Regions from separate parts of the Sus scrofa genome. Here region 2 is linked to region 1. Evidence: chromatin contacts called from public HiChIP or PLAC-seq data. All regions are on one chromosome and are shown on one strand. Each heading gives the region's core, a stretch centred on a gene start, on an enhancer-like site or on the middle of the called end of the contact. The rest is flanking DNA. Distances are from core to core; before and after follow the strand shown. Region 1 overlaps LOC106508308 (a long non-coding RNA gene). Region 2 overlaps LOC102164776.

What was found. HiChIP or PLAC-seq counts read pairs in DNA pulled down with a chosen protein or histone mark.
Region 2: a contact with region 1 is called in an H3K27ac HiChIP or PLAC-seq map of skeletal muscle, with 5 times the contacts expected there. The contact joins two enhancer-like sites. A contact is called at or near these places in 2 of 47 Hi-C or Micro-C datasets (embryonic fibroblasts and epiblast stem cells) and 1 of 2 datasets of contacts at active chromatin or transcription factors (skeletal muscle).

Annotation. Positions count from the first base shown.
Region 1 is chr9:48,808,252-48,815,240 of Sscrofa11.1, reverse strand. The region is part of intron 1 of LOC106508308 (a long non-coding RNA gene); the gene reads right to left. Among named protein-coding and RNA genes, the nearest start is that of MIR9804, 180 kb to the left of the region's middle. Within about 2 kb of position 2,575, at least 27 of the 83 cell types and tissues checked have an H3K27ac peak or open chromatin away from gene starts, as enhancers often do. A contact at or near this core is called in skeletal muscle, where this site is marked.
Region 2 is chr9:49,490,981-49,497,969 of Sscrofa11.1, reverse strand. All of the region lies in intron 1 of LOC102164776, which reads left to right. Among named protein-coding and RNA genes, the nearest start is that of UBASH3B, 140 kb to the left of the region's middle. Within about 2 kb of position 3,254, at least 8 of the 83 cell types and tissues checked have an H3K27ac peak or open chromatin away from gene starts, as enhancers often do. A contact at or near this core is called in skeletal muscle, where this site is marked.

The DNA.
Region 1 (6,989 bases), core at 1,326-3,825:
TTCTCCTGGAGCCCACAAAAGGCGTCTTCTAGATCTCCAGAGACAATCCATTAAGTCAGAGGGAGGCGGAGGGGGAGGTGGTCGTCTTAGGGGGATAAAAATCACAGTATTCTACACAGCAAAACTACATAAATATAGAACCAGGGTTTGGAGAACCCTGCTCCGGTTCCCAGGTCATTTGGTTCTGTAAGTTCAGCTGATGTGTTCGGTTCCATCAGATAAGTGAGGCAGGAGGCAGAAGCCCTGGACAGCAAATGCAGAAGCAGCAACTCCCCACTTCCCTCCTGCAGCCTCAGGCCTGTGAGCAGGAGTTCTCTTCTCTGGGATCCCCTTTCGGCCCAGCCTTGCAGCTGTCTGCAGCTGTGTGCCTTCCAGCTCCTCACAGCTGGCTTTGTAAAGCGAGATGGCTCTCTCTGAGGCCGTTTACCAGAAGAGATTGCTTTGACTGTGCAATGTGTTAAACAGGATTCTAAAAGCAGCTGTTACATGAAATGAAATGCCACGTGACATGGAAAAGGTGTGCTCAGCCCAATGCCCCACTCGTGGTAGATGCTGGTCCCATGAGGGGCAGATTTCTCCTTCATTTCTTTGTCTCTCCTACTTTTTCTTCCCCTTATTTATTTATTTATTTGCTTTTTAGGGCCACACCTTCAGCATATGGAAATTCCCAGGCTAGGGGTTGAATTGGAGCTGTAGCCGTGGGCCTACGCTACAGCCACAGCAACGTGTTATCCGAGCCATGTCTGTGGCCTACACTGTAGTTCATGGCAACACTGGATTCTTAACTCACTGAAAGAGACCAGGGATCAAACCCGTGTCCTTAATGGATACTAGCGGGGTTCTTTACCACTGAGCCACAATGGGAACTCCCCCCATTTTTTAAAGTTTTTTTGACATATAGTTGATTTACAATGTTGTGATAATTTCTGCTCTACAACAAAGTGACTCAGTTATACATACACACACAGCCATTCTCTTTCAGATTCTTTTCCCACATAAACGATTACAGAATAGTGGGTAGAGTTCCCTATGCCAGACAGTAGATCTCTGTTGGCCAATCATTCCATATACTTCAGTGTGCATATGCTAATCTCAAACTCCCAGTCCATCCCTCTACCCACCCCCCTCCCACTGCCACCTGTCCCCTTTGGTAACTGTGAGTTTGTTTTCAAAGTCTGTGAGTCTGTTCCTGTTCTGCAAGGACCTTCATTTGTATCGACTTTTTAGATTTCATGTATAAGCAGTAACATATGATGTGTGTCTTTCACTAACGTCACTTAGTGTGAAAATCTTTAGGTCCATCTCTTCTACTTTCTATTTGTGCTGAGATGCAGAACAGTTCGAAATACTGTAAAAGCCTTTTCCCCCTGATGGGGAGGTGGCGGGGGGGCATCCAGACATTTCATCCCACATGCTCATCTGTGCTTTTGTGGTGCTTCCATGCATGGGGGCCCGAGTTTGAGGCACAGTAGGGCTAATGCACCTGCAGTTCCCTGTGCACGTACATAAAGCAAGCCCCAGAGCACTTCCCTAATATCAGTGCATTTCCCTATTATCCATCAGGTATATGCCACACTTGAAGTTCAAGACCTTGGAGGAAAAGAAAGGGCTTAAGGGACTTTTCCTCCTAAAAACAGGCTGGGAGTTAAGTTTCAAGCTTTTATGAGATAGACTGCATTGGGTTCAAGATAATAACCCAATTAGAAGTAAGTCCCAGCGCAAACACCACAAACAATAGTTCCCGCTGTATTCTATTTTCATTTAAGTCAGAAGCTTTGCTTTCACGGCTGTTCTTATTGATACATACTTCAACTCCTGACTCTTGGTTGCTTTGAGTATGAACTTCACATGCCTAAACTCTCAAGGCATAAACAATGAGGCTTGTTGTTATTGTTTAAAATGTTTAAAATGCTATAAACTTCCAACCTGCCTGTTTTTGAAGGTTAAGTTCACATCTTCATCAGGTTGTTTGTTCAGAGCTCTGTAATTCTAAGGGACAGTGGTGGGGAAATTTGAAACATTCACTTTTATTATATTAGTTCCTTCCACTCCTTTCCCCCATTTATTCATCCTCCTGGGACTTCAGGCTATGGTTTATTTGCACTTTCTTTTCCTCTGACCCTTCCCTCTATCCTTTCTTCCCTCTTTCCTTTCTTCTTCCTTTCCCTCTTTCTTTATTCCCTCCTCCTTTCCCTTCCCTTCCTTCCTGCTCTTTCTTACCCTCCTGTTTCCTGATTACTGGCTTCTGTGTCAAGACACAGCCTCCCTTCTGCCAGATCGCATAAATATCAGGCAGCCTGCTCTCTGTACCTCCGTGCAACACCTTTGTCCAAACTGTGCTTTCCCTCCGATTTAACTCCTTAAAAGTAGCGGAGCTCAGGGTGGCGGAGAGACCCAGGCATGAGGGAAGATTGAGACAAAAGAGCTTGTTTGGCAAAGTCACAGGCACCCCATCCGTAAATCTCACCAAAGCCCTTTTCAAATCTGGAATGATTTTCCTGCCGCTGAGGAAGGTCCAGTTGTTGAGCTGTTCCTTCCTGCTTCCACGATCCTCCCCCAGCCTAACCCCCACTCAGCCTCCCTCCTTCGCTGAGCAGAGACACAGAGAGCAGAGGCACTTAAAAGAAGGACATGAATAACGTAAGAAAGGAGCGGAAAACCTAAGGGAAAACAATAGCACATCCTGCAATTTTGGAGTCAAGTACAGAACGCAGAAGCAAGGGAGTTAATATTTTCCCCGCTTTACAAACCCCTTGTCTTTCTGAGCCCCTGGGTGCTGGCCCACTCCCCAACCCGGCCGTGAATTCTGTTATCCCTCCTTGAGCCCCAGCCTGGCTTGGATTCCACCTACATTCCTTCATGGCCCTGGTGGGGAGGGGGCGTGTCAGGGGCTCAGGGGAGGGGGAGGCAGGGCAGACCCTGGGGATCGTCCCCCCATCACTGCTCTGCACCACAGCTATGTCGGTTTTGAAGTCCGCCCAAAGTCGCAGAGCAGAAATGCCTGAATCTAACACTGCTTCCCTCACCACACTCTCAGCCAAACGTCCTTGGCTTTTCAGGAGACCAAACCTCTTGGCACCATTGAGCCTTGATGTTTTGCATTCTTTTTTCTTATATATTTAACCCTCCACTTGCCCTTCTCTGACTAAAGCTTCATTGGTTACCCAAGTGCCTTCCTTCCTGGCAAGAGATCCTTCCTTCTTTCCTCCCTTCCCTTCTTCCCTCTCTGCCACCAACTTTTCTTTCTTTACATTTTTGACTTTTTCGGGAGGAGGGAAGAGAAAGCAACAGAGGAGCCCTTGGAAAGTCTCCCCAGGACATAGCATCTCAGGAGTGTTTCCAAGGTGGGCTGGTGGGGTGTAGGGGAGGCAGCACAGGTGATGACAGTTCAGCTGCTCTGCCCGGAGAACAGAATTCTCTTTCCCTGCTGCTCTGCAATTCCCTTTGGCTGTACTGATTGAAGTCGCCTCAGAAAGCTACAATCTGATCCTTGTCTCCAGGCTTGTCCCAGGCTCTGGCACTGAACACAGTCTTCAAGTGTTGCCCCTTGAGCAGCAAAATGGGCTTATTGTCGAGTTGTCCCCTTGTGCCCTTACAAATGCCCTTCTGGGGACCTTCTCTTGGCCAGTGTCTACTGTGGCCAAGTCCCTTTGCTTACTGCCAGCTAGAACTGGTGTTAATTTTTTAAAGTTTAGATGCTTTTCATAGCTTTGCCTCCACTTTTTAACCAGCCTGGGTTTCTTTCCACCAGGAAGTCCAGTGGACTTGCCAAAGTGCACACACTTAGTGAGGAGCAGAACAGCTGTAAATACTTATATATGCACCGGTTGTTGGAACCCAGGCTGTGTCTCAATGAAGATAATGAATCAATTATTGAAAGTAAACCAGCAAATGGGATTTTACACAGGTATTTTTCCCAAAAAACTACCTGTTGCGAAATCATAGTATAGGTCCAGTCTTTTGTTTGTTTTTGGCTTTTTTTTGGTTTGTCTGCTTTTGTTTTGTCATCAAAAAGTTGAATTTGCCATTCTTCAATGCTTTCAGAACTGAATGGAGATTGCGATGTTGCAGTCCTTATGTGTGACCATTTTATTGGAAACTGTTAGTGTATTTATGAATTATGTCTCAGATTTCTGTCATTGGCTCCCTTTCTAGATCAAGACCAAAGGAAACCTCGTGCCTGTTTGTCTAGATTAGGGGAAGGTAATTGCTGCAACCCACAGTGACTAAGGAATTTGGTTTTACCCTTAGAAGTAGCGTTTATCACAAGCTGAATAACTTGAGTTCAATCTACTGTCAGAGTCCACCAATTGCCAGGGTTGGGTGCTGAGAACCAGACAAGGCAGGAGAAAGAGGAAAGGCCTCTCTGGAATGCTCAGTTATTGCAATAAAGACTCTTCTAAGAAACAATAGAACCAATAGTGCCCTTTACTGGAACAAGAACTGAAGACACAAAGAGGAGATAAGGTTGTCCTAACACACGAGAAGCTTCAAGACTAAGAAGGTGGCATGAGCAGAGAAATAGGATGCACCTCCTTGAAAAGACATAGGACACAAAGAAAACATGACTTTAAATAAATTTCAGGAGTTCCCTTCGTGGCACAGTGGAAATGAATCTGACTAGGAATCACAAGGTTGCGGGTTTGATCCCTGGCTTTGCTCAGTGGGTTAAGAATCTGGCATTGCCTTGAGCTGTGGTGTAGGTTGCAGACATGGCTCAGCTCTGATGTCACTGTGGCTGTGGTGTAGGCCAGCAGCTGTAGCTTGGATTTGACCCCAAGCCTGGAAACCTCCATATGTCACGGCTGCAGCCCTTAAAAACAAAACAAACAAGCAAACAAAAAACTCAAATTATACACATAAATTCTTTCTCCTCTGTCTACCCAGAGATCAAATCAGACCATGAGCTAGAGTATGGAGCCAGAGGTGTAGATGGACCAAACAGCTAATTTCATCACCTTGGCATAACAACTTCTGGACTCTTCAGTTTGAACCACCCATACTAATTTACAACAGAGAAGAAAATAAAATATTGCCCTCAAGAGGTACAACTCTAATTTCACTGCTATCCCTCCAGATCATTCTAAAAAAGGTCCCACATGTAACAACGCTTTATTCTCTGACCTCCCCTATCCAGACTCCATCCTTCCTTTCAAACGCTATTTATTCTGGACCTCTGTGCTCTGTAAAGGTGACATTTGGGATGCAAAGTGATCTAGATGAGTTGGTTCCCTTTCAATTCCAATTAGTATGGTCAGGCCTGCCCCTGCCCCCACTGCTGGGCTGCTTAGCAATGGGTGAACAGGGGTTCGCCCAATCAAGGCACAGAGGGAGACACCTTAAGTACGTCTCAGTAGATTCTCAAGGGAAAGATGCAATGACCTTGGAGAGAAGGCCACACAAATAAGAAAAAGAATTGAAACAGGAATTATGATACCAAGTAAAGAGAAATCTGAGGATTTTGAGACAGCAATGTGGAGGCAAGTATTAAAATCCCTACTCCATCAATGTTGCTGATTCATTTTACTTCTACTGAGGCACAAAGATCCTTTAAAAGACCAAAAGGAGTATGAGAACCCTGGTTAGGAGGTCATACTTTGCCCAGTTCCCAGCACTGCCTCCTGCCAACCAGCTGATCTCAAGTAAGTTGTTGAATTACAGGTTCCCATCTGTAAAATGGGAATAATCCTACCCACATAGGAATATTTCAAGATTAAGATGAGATCATAACATGAGCACTTCTATTGCACTTACTATATGCCAGACATTAATAAACATTATGTTTGTTTCGTAACTTGCCCAAGGTCACACAGCTAGCAAGTAGCCAAATGGTGACTTGAACCCAGGAAGACTGGTGCCAGTCTATGTTCTTATCTACCAGGACTTTCTATATCATGCCCATATATCACTCAGCCAGGTGCCTGCGATGTGATAATAAGTGTTGGACATGTCAATTATCATTTGATGATTATTTTTCTTACTTAGGATATAAGGAAAACTTTTCTGCAATAGAGACTGGGGACAGAGAGAGGCTATGGAGTGCAATACCCGGAGCCCTGCAAGCCCGGAGAGTTGTTCTGGGAGAATTCAGAAAGGACCCACTGGAGTTCCTGTCATGGCTCAGCAGTAATGAACCTGACTAGTATCCATGAGGACGCAGATTAGATCCCTGGCCTTGCTCAGTGGGTCAAGGATCCAGTATTGCTGTGATCTGTGGTGCAGGTTGCAGATGTGGCTCGGATCCTGAGTTGCTGTGGCTGTGGTGTAGGCTGGCAGCCGCAGCTCCAATTTGACACCTAGCCTGGGAGCCTCCATATGCCATGGATGAAGCCCTAAAAAGACAAAAAAAAAAAAAAAAAAAAAAACCACCTCCAAAGAGATGGGTTGTAGCTATTCCCTGGAGCTGTGTCTAGCATACCCAAGTTTTCTTGATTTAGCACCATGGTATCTTGTCTTCCAAGACCAACTCAGAGCTCTAAGTCTCAATGGAAAAGCACAGATGGCCCTCACCTGCTCATTTTATATACAAGTACATTGAAATCCAAGTTAGAGCATTTTATTACAGGAGTTTGTAAAGTAGCAGCAAAGCTGATATTTGAACAAAAGTCTCTGGATGCCCAGATAATGCTCCGTTTCTTAAACCTAGAGCCCATACATCCACCAGATTCTCTAGATTTCAAAACATCTTGCCATTGTGTGCACAAGTGCAGTTCCTCTTGGCTAAATAAGTGATTTAATTATTGATTTGGAAAATACGGTTACGAGGATGATTCATCACAGGGAAGACGGTTACAGAAGATCTCTCTCCATTTCCCTCTAATGGCCTATGGGGGTGGTGGGTGGCGCTTAAATCAAAGATCCCTAATTACCTACCACCATCCTCTGGCTTGTCGGTGGTTCTGAGGTTTGAGGACCGGTTTGCCAGTGCAGAGACCCAAAAGCTCACACTGAATTAGGTCGTTCAAGTGCTCCAGAGGGGACATGAAACA
Region 2 (6,989 bases), core at 2,005-4,504, 680 kb before region 1:
TGCTCAGACCTCCCCCTTCTTATTTGATGCAACAGAAGTTCTTCCCCTTTTTTTTTTTTTTCTTTTTGTCTTCTTGGCATTTTCTTGGGCCGCTCTCATGGCATATGGAGGTTCCCAGGATAGGGGTCGAATCGGAGCTGTAGCCGCCAGCCTACGCCAGAGCCACAGCAACGCGGGATCCGAGCCGAGTCTGCAACCTACACCACAGCTCACGGCAACGCCGGATCGTTAACCCACTGAGCAAGGCCAGGGACTGAACCCGCAACCTCATGGTTCCTAGACGGATTCGTTAACCACTGCGCCACGACGGGAACTCCTCTTCCCATTTTTATAGTCTGCTTAAAGCCATTCCTCCGTCCTGCCAAGTTCACCATAGCCCCCGCCCACCCCATGAGTACTCTCAACTGCTGCATAGATATTGTAGTCAGTGTACCATCAACATTTAGTGGGATGTGCTTTGGATAATGTGGTACTCAGCAGGCATTGCCTACTAGTGCTAGGATGTGTTTTATTTTCCCACCACCTAGATTAAAATCTCCTTGAAAGCAGGCATGGGGTCTTACCCATATTTGAATCCTTATTGCTGACTCTTTTATCAGCAATAATATTCTTATATTGTTCAAGCTATCATTAAGGTATTGACTATATAATTAAATAGCTTTCCACATTTTTGTTGTTATAGGCAAGCTGTGAGTTTCTTGATTTAAAAAAAAAAAAAAAAAAAAAGTCCCCTCTGCCCATGGTGGCTAGCCCCTGTTGCCTGGCCTTGGCACTTGATAGACACTCAAGAAATATTTGAGAGAATGAAGGCAGTCCTATTTGACTTGGCTAGAAAGCTGACTCTGTAAGAAGTTGATGAATTGAACTGCTTTATGATCAATCTAAAACATAGAAGGTGATTGCCTCTGAAAATGGGATGCGTCTTTTTTTGTTTCTTGGCATTTTTCCTATTAGGAGTGGAACTTGAGTAGATTAAACAGGACTTGATCTTGAATCCACAAATGACACCAAGCCTGAAATGATGCTGAGGTTGGAAGTGATTTAGTTCACTTGAATTTTAGCTGGGGGATAATGTTTTCCTTCTGGGAAGAGAAATGCTAATGAAAAAATCACCTCCTGACTACAACTCAGAAGTAACAGGAATCTGGCCAGAAATATGATCTTATGAAAACTCTCCAAGCAAAGCATCTTACACTCATGTCTATGCCTTTGGATTGACATTCTGGTGTTTGCATTTCTCTGGTTTCCAGAGATCAGGGTGGAGAGAGGCGCCAGGGTAACAAGCCAAATAGGGCTATTATGGGATGTCATGCTCACTGGGTGTGAGTGCTGTCTTGTAGGACATTTATAGCATTTATTACTCAGCCCAACTTTAATAACACATGGACAAGCCTGGGCAGTGTGTAAAGGATCTGAGAGTTTTTGTTATGAATATCTGTATTATAGAATTAGTGAGTCTCAGCATTGGACTGGATTGGAAAGATGATCTCATCAAAGGGGCCCCTGCTCTCTATGGGAGAAGAACTGCTGTCAATATCCCTGACATTGTAAATTGTCATGGGTATTGGGGGACCTTTGTAAGGATAAGTCGGCAGATGGTAATGGCAACATTTAAGTTTGTATTTGCCAATTTTGCCCATATCCTAACTCTACTTTTTCCCAGAGCTACGGAGAGGTGGGGCAGACAGGAGTGACCAACCAGCCTAAACTTTTTGTTACAAACCAGAGAGGAGAATGTGAATGGAGTTCAATGACGTATGTTGACAAAGATGCCACTATATTCTGGATCAGTGATAATTAAACTTTATGTCCATCAAGTCACCTGGAGATCACGGAAAAGTTCATATTCTGATTCAGAAGTTCTGGGGGGGAGTCTGAGATCCTGCACTATTTGGAAGCTTCCAGGAGATGCCAGTTTTTCTGATAAATGATGATATTTAAAATAGCAAGACTCTAGGATCAACCATGCTCATCCATCTGTTGGAAATTGAGCAGCTCTGAGAAGAAACAGACTTGTAGCTCATAATGATGGAAAAGAATTAGATAATTCAGTTAACTCGTTGCTGATTTTTTTTTAATTAAATTTTTTTGAAGCAAAATAAGTAGAACTTTGGTGTATAAAACAGCTTGAACCTTTGATGATCTGGCTAACTCTGGAACAGAGCCAACTTTCCCTCCCTTGACTCCCCTCAGACTGGTTGGTCATTTCTTAGAACCCCAGGACTCTTGAGTAACAATGTTTAAAAAATACTAACCTTATTTAATGCATTAGGAAATAAGCTAGAACCTGAATCTTGATGCTACTCTCATGTTCTTACCAGTATGCTAAGGCATCGTAACTTATTCGAAACTTTGGTTTGGCAGCTGATTATCACTGCCATGGGCATGGCAGTGTCTGGGCTTGGGTCACTCTCTGACAAAGCTGGTGTTTGCCATATCCTTTGAACCCACAGCTAACAATGTGGACTGGGGGAAGTCACTTAACTTTTCTGGGCTCTAGGTTTCTGATCTATGAAGTGAAGACAGTTATAAAATATTTTGAATATTTTGTTTGTCTGACAAACAACAGTCATTAGAATATGCAGGGCTTAGAAGTTGGACATAAATCTGATCCTTTAAAAAAGGGATTAGAAAGAGAAATTTTTGCATAATGTACAGAGATGGGAGTGCTAAAACACACTGAGAAACAAGGGCAAATATACTTTGGAAAGTAAGGAATGTGGTCACAGATAATTTTACTTTCAAACTAGGCATGTGAGGGATTTTGTTGGCCTTCTGAGAAAATGGAGAAGGCATCATGGAACGAAACAGAATTCTCAGGATTTTGCAGTTCCCAACTCTTTTGGCAACAGGTTAAAAGCATTTGTCAGAGTGGAAGTCAAACTATCACCTGGCTCACTTCGGGGCAAAGGCCAGTATAGAAAATAATTGTACTTTGTATAAAAAGTATCAGCTTCTCATCCTGTTCTTGTTCATCTTACTGGAGAGGAAGACATTTGGGACAGAGTGCGTTGATCTTGGGGCTGGACTGTGAGTAGACGACGACTCTATAGCTAGTATATGCACTTAAGCAACTGCAGCAGGATTAATTTATCTTTTCTTATTTGCAAAGCCTTGATGGAGAATATCCGCTGGTTTTGTCGGAGAAAAGAGACTTCCTGAGACATGATGTAATTTTTCTAAAGGGGAAACACATGTTGAGTCCTGCAGTACAAAACAATACTGAGGTGCTGATAGCGGAGCTGTCAGTCATGTGACAGGATACAGGGGAGTTAGGCAGTGCTACCCAGGAGCCTTTGGAGCACGGGCTGTGGGGGTGGGGAAGGGAAGAAAAGGTCTCTGAAGCTTTTTAAATAGAGAGACTCCATTAAGTTTATAGGAGTCTGGAAGGAATGCTTTTCTGTTTTTAGTTAGAATGACCTTACTCCTTGGACTAAAATATAATCACACATGTGCTGCTTTTTTTTTTTTTTTCTTTTTTCCCCAGAGACCGTAGGCACTTAAAGTGTTTGTGGGAAATTTGAGTAAATCTACATCTTAAAATCCAGGAAAATAAATGATGGTTAAGAATGATACTGTGATATAACAAATTTCTCATAATACGTGGCTAATGTAGCTATCATAAAATAGTGGGCTAAACATTGGTACCAGCACTTGGAAACTAGGTTTTACTTTCCCTGAAGAGTTAAAAATTAAATACATAGCCATAGATGTCAGCGAATGGGAAGTCAGAGTTTCACTAGGAAGCAGCAGACTAAGGGGATGTCTATTTATGTCTTTCTAGACAGTATCGACTAGCTGCATAGCCCTCTATTAAGTGCTATGGTAATTACAAAGGTGAGAATAACTCACTTTCTTTAAATAGTTATATTTTTTTCATCTCATCAACTAGAAGAATAGGACTTTGCTGTTCAGCAGTGCCATCCTCTCAGACCAGCGACATGGACAACACTTGGGAGCTTGTAAAACTAAGGAACTCAGATTCTGCTCCAGGTGATTCATACACACAGTAAAGTTTGACCAACACTGGTGTAAGTGACTTATTAAGGGAACACAGAAAATAAAGAAATGACTTCTGGAAGGATGCTAAAGGAAGACTTCAACTAGAAAAATAAGACCTTGCTACTCAGCAGTGCAATCCTCAGTTATTTTTGTAAGATAAATTAAGTTTTTATAGAAAGGTGTGATGGGACTATTACCATATTCCTTGAGAGGCAGACTGGTGAAGAGGTAAAAGAGAGCCTTCTTTTCACTTTGAAGGTATAGTTCTACTGTCTGCGGACTTGTATTTCTGGTAAGAAGTCTACAGAACTATGTCTTTTTTCCTCCTTTAGGTAGGATGCATTTTTCCTCTAAACTTTGTCTTTATCATTGATTTTTGGTATTTTTCATATGATGTGAATCGATGTTTCTTAAAAGTCAAATTTGGAAAAACTCCAGACAGTAATTCTTTAAATACGTCCCATCATCCTCCTCTCGCTTCTGGGGCTCTATACAAAAACTAGTTGCTTGAAGTTGTTTCATAGGTCACCAAAATTGTGTTCATTTAATTTCCAATTTTTCTCAAACTTTAGTCAAGAGTTTTAATCGCTATATTGTCAGTTTTACTGATTTTGTCTAATATGCTGTAATCCAGTAAAATTTTCACTTTCAGTACTGCAGTTTGCATTTCTGGAAGGTTTCGTTTGTTTTGTTTTTACCTTTCATTCTTCCCCACATTTTGCTTACATTTCTTGTAAATCAAGGATTGGTAAACTGGACCTAATCCACCTGATAATCTTTTTTTGTTTGACCTGTGAGCTGAGAGGTTTTACATTATGAAGGATTTACACTATAAAGGATTATTTTAAAAACTTAAAAATATACGACAAAGACCATATGTGGTGCACAAAACTGAATATATTTGCTATCTGGCCCTTTACAAAAAAAGTTTGCTCGTCTCTGCTTTAAATGCCTGATTTAAGTCATATAATAGCTGTTTTTTTTTTTTTTTTTCTTTTGTCCTTTTAGGGCTGCACCCACGGCATATTGGAGGTTCTCAGGCTAGGGGTCCAATCGAAACTTGAGCCAATGGTCTACACCACAGCCACAGCAGCGCCAGAGCCATGTCTGTGACCTACATCACAGCTCATGGTAATGCCGGATCCTTAACCCACTGAGCAAGGCCAGAGATCTAATCTGCAACCTCATGGTTCCTAGTTGGATTTGTTTTCCACTGTACCATGACGGGAACTTCTTTAATAGCTGTTTTAAGATCCTTATTTGATAATTCTATTACCTCTGTCATTTCTGGGTCTGTTTCTATTGACTAATGTTTTCCTTCTTTGCTGCTGCTTCAAAAGTCTAGTAGTTATTGGATGTTAGGTATCATGAATGTGGAATATTTGTATTTTCTGTCTTAAAAATTGAGGTTTTGGAGGTCTGTTAAATTACTTAATCAGCTTGATACCTTTTCTGACTAGTTTAGTGTTCCACCAGGGTGTGACTTTTCCAATGTCTTCCTCATGCCCTGCGTATTCAGTGAAGTCTCTTCATTCTGGTTGATAGTTACTAGAATGTCTTCTAGGCATGTGTGGGCTCAGCGAATTGCTCACCTCTTAGCTCCCTGAAAGTGAGTCAGTTTTTGTTCTGCCTTGTAGTTTCATTTGAAACTTGCACAGATTAGTATTTAGCCAAAGACTTGAAGGGGCTGTTACGCAGATTTTTGGATCTTTGTTTGCCTAGTTTCTTCCTGTCCATAGTCTGCCACAAGTCCCATATTTCTTGTTGCATCTTATTTCTGATTCTTGAGCTCAGTAAAACCCTGGGGCTATGCTTGGGTTCCAACTCAGTGTGCAACAGCCTGAGCACCACTGTCTCCAGAAAGATGGCACATCCTTGGGCTCCCCTTGCTGTCTCCCTTCTCTCATGGACTGCAGTCCTGTGCTGCCTGTGATTGCTAATCTCTGAAAAATACTTGTTTCATGTATTTTATTTCCTTGTTTACAATGGGACTCTTTCATGGGCCAAGAGTTGTAGGTATTTGAATCAGACCTGTTTTCTGGTTCTGACAGGGCACTTACTAGCATGTACCTTTGGCTGGTCGTTGACTTCTGAGCCTCAGTTTATCATCTGTAGAATAAAGATAATAGGACTTTTTGTGAGGATTATATTGAGACAGTGCATGTCAAATAGGAGCAACATGCCTAGAAAATAGTAATAGGTAGGATCACATGACAGTGTTATCTCCTTTTTGAGGGCCCCAGAGAGATGAAGTCATTTGTTCAATATCATACAGTAAGCAGTAGAGTTGGTCTCCGTCCCAGGAACTCCTAATCCAAAGCTTCTGTTTTACGTCAAATCTGACCTTGGCTAGCTCACATAGAAATGGTTGAGCCACAGAGACCAGAGAGTCACAGGGCCTAAGAAAGGGCCAACATTCATGCAGAGTGTGTGCTAGGAGATGTTCTAAGTCACAGTTATATCTGAATGGATGCTCAGATTGAAATACAAGTTTGTTGCTTGTTGGGGGCTGACATTGTGGGTAATGGTGAGGGATATGCCAATGCGGAGAACAAGTAGGTTTCTCTTACTGAGCATTAGGTTACCATGTAGTCTAATTGCTTCAACCAGTGTGGTTGTAATGGTCCCTACTTCCTGCCTGCTCCCTCCACCCACACCACTGGGGTGCTTCAGCAAGACCAGCTCCATCCTTTCTAGCTGCCTACCCCTTCCAGCTCCCTGTGTGAAATAGCACTTTAGTGCAGGAGGCTCCTGCATGTCCTCAGTAGTTAGGCCTTCAAAAGGGGCATCTGAGTAAACATGCAGTCAGCACATTGGGGGGGCAACCGCCTAAGACAGTGTCAAAGGGGGTGTTGAGGGGGAGCTTCAGTGGTCCTGTGGCTGAAGCCATGGAGGTGGGTCTTACAGGTTCTAGATGTGGACTTCGATAGAAAATTGATTTAGATTCTGATCCCACCTTTACCACTAACTAGCTGGATTTCACGGGG